Regions from separate parts of the Macaca mulatta genome. Here region 1 is linked to region 2. A link is a contact called in public Hi-C data. All regions are on one chromosome and are shown on one strand. The core of a region is the stretch at or near the end of the contact, and the rest is flanking DNA. Distances in the headings are between cores, read along the strand shown. Region 1 holds the start of SCO2 (synthesis of cytochrome C oxidase 2). Region 2 holds the start of MAPK8IP2 (mitogen-activated protein kinase 8 interacting protein 2).

Region 1 (4,104 bases), core at 866-3,365, 84 kb before region 2:
TGCTGTCTCTGGACAGGTGGCCGAGCAGTGGCTGCCGAGGGCCGAGGAGGGGCTGTGGTCTGCAGAGGAGGACCACCTGGAGGATTCTCTGGAAGACCTGGGGGCAGCAGGTGGGTGCCTGCCAGTGGGGGTGGGGCGGGGCTTGGCACCTGCTGCCAGCTGACTGGCTGCCTCTGTGCTGTCCACTCTCCCACCTCCCAGCAGATGACTTTCTAGAACCTGAGGAGTATGTGGAGCCTGAGGGAGCAGACCCCAGGGAAGCTGCTGACCTTGGTAGGTGGGCAGCGGGCTAGGAGTGCTGAGGGGCCACTGGAACTGGGGGCAGGGGAGAGTGTGGCCCCTCAGCTGCCCAGCTCACAGCTGCCCCTTCCCAGACACAGTGCCGGTGTCCCTGAGCTACGAGGAGCTGGTTCGAAGGAACGTGGTAGGCCTGGGTTAGAGAGGGACGGGGAGGGGAGGGGGATAGGTGAGAGGCGCCCAGGCCCTGCTTGGGAGGCAGTACCTTCTGCTGATCCTCTCCTAGGAGCTCTTCATCGCCACCTCCCAGAAGTTTGTCCAGGAGACAGAGCTGAGCCAGCGCATCAGGGACTGGGAGGACACAGTGCAGCCTCTGCTCCAGGAGCAGGTGACGCGGGGTCGCTGGGAACCAGAGCTGTCTGCTGCAGGCCTGTCCCAGGCCTTGCCTCTCTCCACAGCCAACACGCCCCTCCCTTGTGCAGGAGCAGCATGTACCCTTTGACATCCACACCTATGGGGACCAGGTGGTCTCACGGTTCCCCCAGCTCAATGAGTGGTGTCCCTTTGCGGAGCTGGTGGCTGGCCAGCCGGCCTTCGAGGTGTGTCGTTCTATGCTGGCCTCCCTGCAGCTGGTGAGTAGCCTGGGATGCGTGGGAGGGGGAGACGGTTCCCAGACCCTGCTGATGCCCCACCCCTGCAGGCCAATGACTACACAGTGGAGATCACCCAGCAGCCTGGGCTGGAGACGGCCGTGGACACCATGTCCCTGAGACTGCTCACACACCAGCGAGCCCACAAGCGCTTCCAGACCTACACTGCCCCCTCCATGGCCCAGCCCTGAGTGGGGAGCACCAAGGCAGGGGTGGGGGATGTGTACTGAGGAGCCGTGCATCTGCTCCTGGCTGGCCCGGCCTAATAAAGCAGTGTTGCCATCTCATCTTCCCCCAAAAACCCTTTTACGTACACCTGCCCTGCGCAGAGAAGAGGGCTGCCTGACCTCCATGGGCTGCTGGTACAGATCACACACGCACAGATTAAAGGCACCCTGTTTAATGATGGGGCCCAGGCTGCAGCGGCTTAAGACAGGACACTGCGGAAAGTCGCCATGTGCCGCCGCACACTGTCTGAGATCTGCTCAGCTGACTTGCTCCGGCCGTAGTAATCGGTGAAGAGGCCGTCAGGGTTAAGCAGGTAGATGGTAATGGAGTGGTCCACGATGTAGTCCTGGTCCTCATCCTTGGGGCCGGCACTGTAGTACACACGGTAACTGTGAGTAGCCTGGGCAATCTGTTCGGTGGAGCCGGTCAGACCCAGCAGTCTTGGGTGGAAGTCCTGGACATAGCGGGCCATGGCTTCCACATCATCCCGCTCGGGGTCCACAGTAATGAAGACGGGCTGCACTGGAGGCAAACCAGGCTCTGCTTCCAGCTTCCGCACCACCTGCACCAGCTTCTCCAGCTCGTCTGGGCAGATGTCAGGGCAGTGAGTGAAGCCAAAGTACATCAGCACCCACTGGCCCCGGAAGTCAGCCTTGCGGCGACCCTGGCCTTTGTGGTCCAGCAGGTGGAAGTCGCCCTGGCCCACAGCTGCCTGGCGCAGGGCTTCTATTCGCTTTTGCTGCTGCAGCCTCTCTTTCTCAGCCCTCAGGGCCAGCCAGGCCCCACCAAGTCCAGCTCCAAACAGGGCTGTGATCAACAGCCTGGTTCGAAGCCCAGGGCCCTGAGGCTGGCCCTGCCTACCTGTCTCTGCAGGGCCCTGCCTTGACAAAAACCAGGACCTCAGATGCAGGGCCTGGCCTCCCACGGTCCCAGGGAGGACTGGGGGCTTGAGGTGAGAGAGCCTGTGCCAAGCTGTGGGGCTCCGAGTCAGCAGCAGCATGGATCTGATGCTCCTGGAAACAAGCACAGGTGTCAGGAGCCAGAAGGGAAGGCCCAGGACGGTGCCTGGGCTGCCCCTGCGACTGGAGAGACCAGTCAACCCATCCGAAGGACCCAGCCCACGTTCAGGCTTAACAGGCGTTTGTCACTGCTCACCTGAGCTCAGAACACCTCCACCAAACATCCACACCTGTCACTCCTGTCCTCCACCTGGGATCACCAGCCTGTCGCCACACCTTGCCCCGCACCTCAGCAAGGTGACCCTCTTGCTGACTGAAAGCATTCCAAGTGCATGCCTTGCCTGGACTCCTAACCACGTTATCTATTCGCAATAAACCCATTTCTTAAAAGGAGGTGGGTAACTCTGGCTTGCAGTCCCTAAAGTAACCGATTCCTCCAGCACTTTCCTGTCACCTCGGGCCACTTAAGCCAACCGTGGCCCTTCCTCCACACTGCAAGCAGCAAACCTGCACGACCTACCCCCGGAGCTCGGACTCTGCCTGCCTGCCGTATTTAACCTTTCCTTCCACCGCCACAAAACCCCACCCTCCTCACATCCAGGCTTCCCAGCAGCTCCTCCGGGCTCACAGCCGACGCTCTGCCTTTGCGTTGGTGACCTTTGCGCCTTTCCCACGGGCCCCCCCGGAAGGTTTGCTAGGTGGAGGTCTCAGGACTCCTCGTCACTGCCCCCCCTCCTGCTGAGGGCACCCTCCGCCCGGGCGGTTCTGGGCTTGTCCCCTCCCCACCAAGGCCAACGCCCTCGTGGCCAGAAAGGTCCCAGGACCACGTAAAGAACCGCGCGAGCGCGTTAGAACTGTGCTCGGCCGCACCGAGAACACCGGTGCTAGCCGGGAGCCTCCCCCGGGCGCCCCAGCCTCGCTCCTCCCTCCAGCGCGCCCTCGGGGTGCCCCCCGCCAGCCCCGCGCAGTAGCCGGAGCTGGGAAACTACCCTGGAGTCCAGCGAGTGCCCAGGGCTACCTCCTTCCCTCCCGGCCCCGGCGTCCGCACCTCGCGGCGGGGCCGCGCGTCAGTGGACCAGTCCCCCGAGAGGCAGCGCGACCTCCAGCTCCCTGCGCTCCGCCCCGCGGGCTCCTCGCGGGCTCCTCGCGGGCTCAGGTATCGTGGGCGCCACAAGCTCGCAGCCAGGGCGCAGGCGTTCCCCGGAGCTGCCCATGCGCAGACGGGCACGGCCGCTGACGCGCTCTCGGCGCTTGCGCGGAAGGCGGAGCCCACCGCAGGTCACGTGTTCGCCGAGACGGCCTCGCCCCCGCGGCCCCGATCCCTTCGCTCCCGCCCGGGCGAGCCAAGCACCCACAAAGTTTCGCGGCAAAGGAGCTTTATTGCTGCGGCGGCAGAACGAGCTCGGCGAAGGGCGAGGGGGGCGCGAAGGGCGCGCGGTCCGAGAGTACGAGTGCCTCCTGCAGGGCGCGGCGCTGCGGGCCGCTGAGCGCGGGGCCGTCCCGGTGCACGCGGAGCCAGGGTGTCCCTGCGGAGCCAGGGGCTGTCAGAGGCCGCGCGGCCGGGGCGGGGCGGGGGCGCGGGGGCAGCGGGGCGGGGGCGGTGCTCACCACGGCGCAGCCTCTGACCCACGTCGACCAGCAGTTCGGCGCCCACCCCCAGGCGGAGCGGCTCCCCAGCGCGGCTGCGCCCAGCCCCGAGCTCGTGCAGCACCAGCGCCAGCGGCAGCGCCCGGACCAGCTCCACGGTGCCTGCGGGGAGAGGGGCTGGGACGCGCGGGCTCGGGAAGGGGCGGGGGCTCGGGAAGGGAAGGGGATGACGGAGGCGGGATGACGAGGACTCCCCCGACGCTCACCATCCGCGGGCGCCAGCAGCTCCTCCTGCTCCTGGGCGCGAGGCAGCAGCTGCCGGCGCTCTGCGGGGCTCCCGGAGCACAGGGCTCGGGCCAGACCGGGATCCACGCCCTGCGCCGCCAGCATCCGCTCGAAGCGGCCAAGGGCCGAGCCGTCGTCCAGCGCCGCAGCCACCCGGG
Region 2 (4,016 bases), core at 1,181-3,680:
CATGTCTGCTAAGCACCTACTGTGTACCGGGCACCATGCTTGGAGCCTAGGGCTTCACAGAGAGATTGCAGCCTCTCTTCTCTCCAGCCAACCCAAGTCAAGAAGGCAAAAGCATAAACTGGTAGATGGCTTTTTTATTTTTTTTTTTTTTGAGATGGGGTCTGTGCCCCCCAGGCTGGAGTACAGTGGTGTGATCTCAGCTCACTGCAACCTTCGCCTCCTGGGCTTGGCCAGTTTTTTGTATTTTTGGTAGAGACATGTTTCCAGCCTGGTTTCAAACTCTTGAGCTCTAGTGACCCACCCACCTTGGCCTCCCAAAGTGCTGGGATTACAGGTGTGAGCCACTGTGCCCAGCCAAGTAAATGCCATTCTTAGAAAAATACTGTCATTGGCATAAAATATAAATCATGACGGGGCACCAAGGAGTGCAGGCTCAATCAGGCCCTGGCCACAGGCCTCTCTCTGAGCTGGAATGGCAATACTTCCCTTCCCGACTGGCATGAGCTGCTTCTGCCATGTACTTTCTAGTGTTTGTCACTCAAGTGCCTCGTCCTTTCCTAAGGAATAATTTCCAGGCCAGGCGCAGTAGCTCACATCTGTAATCCCAGCACTTTGGGAGGCCAAGGAGGGTGGATCACCTGAGGTCAGGAGTTTGGGACCAGCCTGCCCAACATGGTGAAAACCCATCTCTACTAAAAACACAAAAATTAGGCGGATGTGGTGGTGATTGCCTGTAATCCCAGCTACTCGGGAGACTGAGGCACGAGAATCACTTGAACCTGGGAGGCAGAGTTTACATTGAGCTGAGATCATGCCACTGCACTCCAGCCTGGGCGACAGAGCAAGTTCTGCCTCAAAAAAAAAAAAAAAAAAAAAAAAAAGGAATTTTCCACAGAACTAAGACGTAAATCTTAGGGCACATAACTTTCATCAAGGGGGAAAAGGGATTGCACTCTTGTTGAAACTCCAGCCTCCTTCTTTAGCCAATATTTAGCCAGGTGCTGTGGTTCACACCTGTAATCCCAGCACTTTGGGAGGCTGAGGCCAGAGGATAGCTGAGTCCAGGAGCTCAAGACCAACCTGGGCAATACAGAGAGCCGGTCTCTCTCTCTCTCTCTCTCTCTCTCTCTCTCTCTCTCTCTCTCTCTCTCTCTCTCTCTCTCTCTCTCTCTCTCTCTCTTCCCCCTCTCTCTCTCTATTTATTTATTTGAGTCGGAGTCTTGCTCTTGTCACCAGGCTGGAGTGCAGTGGCGCAATCTCGTCTCACTGCAACCTCCTCCTCCCAGGTTCAAATGATTCTCCTGCCTCAGCCTCCCGAGTCACTGGGACTACAGGCGCGCACCACCATGCCCGGCTAATTCTTTTGTATTTTCAGTAGAGATGGGGTTTCCCCATGTTGGCCAGGATGGTCTCGATCTCTTGACGTCGTGATCCACCCGCCTCGGCCTCCCAAAGTGGTGGGATTACAGGCATGAGCCACCGCGCCCGGCCACCGGTCTCTATTTTAGAAAGAAAAAAAGTGTTCTGCAGTCTCCCTAGTTCTGCGCCCTCAACCCTGATCTCCTGCCTCCTCCCACAGCCACCCTCTTGAGCTCAGCTTCAACCATGGCCCTCCCCACAGGGCTCCATCCCAAGCCAGAGCGGGTCAGCTCCCTACACAGGGCCCAGCAACACGGTGCCCAAGAAAAAGTGTTTCCAATGGGACGCACATCGCCTCTGTGGGTGCTAACTTCTCCCATGCCTGTCGGTACCTCTGTCCGGCTGTGCAGTCTCTACTGAGTGCTCAAAGTCCACTTTTGACCCCGGCCAGCATCCTCTGAGTACCGTGTGCTCGATTCCGAATCCAGCCCTGCTGGGCGACCCTTGTGCAGACGTCCCTGTGCAGCCCGGTCAGCACCCCGTGGGGACAGCTCCGATCAGCACCCGACGGCGGACAGCTCCTCCCGCGCCTCCCGCCTCGCCCGCCACCCAGCTCAGGGCCGCACCCGGGTTAGGGTTCCTGGGGGGACCCCTGGGGGCGGCGGCGCAGCTCCTGGGGCCGCCCCGGCCTCTCGCCAGAGGGAACAGCCCACGGTGCACCCGAGGCCCGCGGACCCCGGCGCTGCCTCTCCGGCCTCCCGCCCCGCGCGGGTCCTCCAGGGCGGGGCCCGACGCCCACCCGCCCTCCCCTTCCCTCCCGCCCCTCCCCGTGAAAAATCCTCCTCGCACGCCCGGTCCTTCCCCAACCAGCGCCCGGCAGTGAAGCCGCCGCCTCTCCTCCAACCAGCGTCCCCGGCCGCGTCCCTCCCCCGCCTCCCCCGCCGCCCTCCCCGCGCCGCCGCGCAGTCCGGGCGAGGTGCGCGGGGCGGGCGCCGCAGGGCGTGTCACGAGGTGAGCGGGGCGGGCCGAGCGCGGGCGCGGGGCGCGGCGAGGCTCCCGCACCCCCCGCCGCAGTCGCGGGCCTCTCCCGGAGAAGATGGCGGATCGCGCGGAGATGTTTTCTCTCTCCACCTTCCACTCGCTGTCGCCGCCGGGCTGCAGGTACCCCCTCGGCGCCCGGGCCGGGCGGGCCCTCCGCTCCCTGCGCCCCGCCGACCCCGACCCGCCCGGACCCCCGTCCCCGCCGCCGGCGCGGACCCGGCCCCAGCCCCCTGCGGTCCTTGAGCCTCGGCTCGGGCGCCCCACCCCCACCCGCTCCCACTCCCTCCGTCTTCACCGCGCGGCCCCAGCCTCCGTGACCCCCGGCCCCGCCGGGATTCTGAGCCGCGCCCGGCCTGGACCGCTGACCTGGCAAGGGTGGAGGCCCTGGGCCGACCCTCTGCGGGGGAGGATGCGGGCGCGATGCGGGCACACCCTCCCAGCGCGGCGTGTCCCGGTGGCCTTGGCCTCCTTCAGTGGACGCCAGACCTGGCCGATAGGGCCCGGCCGGGAGAGAGTGGAAATCAAGCCCGGGGCCCTGCGGGAAGGGACTGGGGTGGGGAGGACGCTGGGCCTCTGGGTTTAGGCCTCACTCCGCCAGCGAGGGGGAGACAAACAGGCCAGACTCTCCTCCCAGAGCAGGCGCGACCCCTCCCCATCTGCCGCTGCCGGGTTGCAGCCCCCCCTCCCGTGCTCTGCAAGACCTTGACCCCAGGGGCCTGGAGCTGCGAGTGGAGGGAGGAGAGGCTGCTGGCTCTCCAGGGAGGCGGGGTGGGAGGGGTGGGGGCAGGGTTGGCTGCTCTGGGCAGGCCTGGCTCAGACGGGGGAGGGGATCCACAGGAGAGCAGAGCTTGGGGGTCAAGATGATGGCAGGATGTGTTCCGGGAGCTGGGGGTTGTGGAGACCACGGGGCGGAGGAGCTGAGGCCGCGCTCTGCTCCTTCTCAAGGCCAGTTCCCAGGCAGAGAGTCCAGGTTGGTAGCTCTCTGACCCTGGTCTCCTTTCCAGGCCTCCCCAGGACATAAGCCTGGAAGAGTTTGACGACGAAGATCTGTCTGAGATCACTGATGACTGTGGCCTGGGCCTCAGCTACGACTCAGACCACTGTGAGAAGGTGGGGGAAGAGTTGGGGGCACAGATCCAGCTTAAGGGAGGGCCTCATTAGGTTCTTCTTAGCATTCACTTGGGGTTTTAGGGTGGGTGTGAGCTCAGCCTTGAACCGGGGACTCCTCTGATAGCTCCTCCCCACTTAACCCTTGAGGTTTCCTTGGTATCAACCCTCTCTTATTCCAATACATTGCAGGCCTCCACGCAAGGCCTTCCCCAGCATTCTCCCCGACACCATCAGTGGCCAGACCGGGACAGGGAGGTGCTCTTTTGCTTTGGGTGCCCTCTGTCCTCAGATCACTCCCAGAAAGATCTAACCCCTGGCAGCTGCCATCACAACCTTGTCCCATCCGCAGCCCTGTGCTCTCGTCTGCAGCTCCCATCTGTCTCTCTCATGTCTCCCCCCGCTGAAATCGTTTCTCCCCCATCTCCTGCTTCTCCTTCTCCCTGTCTCTCCACATTTCTGCTTTCATTTATTGAAGAACAGTTCTGGGCAACTGCCATGTGGCAAGT

What was found. A called contact is a pair of places that touch in the nucleus more often than the background predicts.
Region 1: a Hi-C map of fetal cortex germinal zone shows a contact between it and region 2, with 1.7 times the contacts expected there. The contact joins the promoter of SCO2 here to the promoter of MAPK8IP2 in region 2. A contact is called at or near these places in 2 of 14 Hi-C or Micro-C datasets (fetal cortex germinal zone and liver).

The regions. Positions count from the first base shown.
Region 1 is chr10:931,775-935,878 of T2T-MMU8v2.0, reverse strand. It overlaps SCO2 (synthesis of cytochrome C oxidase 2), which reads right to left and starts at 2,115. Exons shown (of 1, transcript XM_077949154.1): 1 at 1,272-2,115. The coding sequence starts at 2,115. The coding sequence ends at 1,315. It overlaps NCAPH2 (non-SMC condensin II complex subunit H2), which reads left to right. Exons shown (of 20, transcript XM_077949147.1): 15 at 17-110; 16 at 205-273; 17 at 375-424; 18 at 524-625; 19 at 720-869; 20 at 938-2,464. The coding sequence ends at 1,078. It overlaps TYMP (thymidine phosphorylase), which reads right to left. Exons shown (of 9, transcript XM_001112945.5): 7 at 3,928-4,104; 8 at 3,683-3,823; 9 at 3,434-3,600. The coding sequence ends at 3,452.
Region 2 is chr10:848,267-852,282 of T2T-MMU8v2.0, reverse strand. It overlaps MAPK8IP2 (mitogen-activated protein kinase 8 interacting protein 2), which reads left to right and starts at 2,430. Exons shown (of 12, transcript XM_077949142.1): 1 at 2,430-2,520; 2 at 3,405-3,502. The coding sequence starts at 3,464.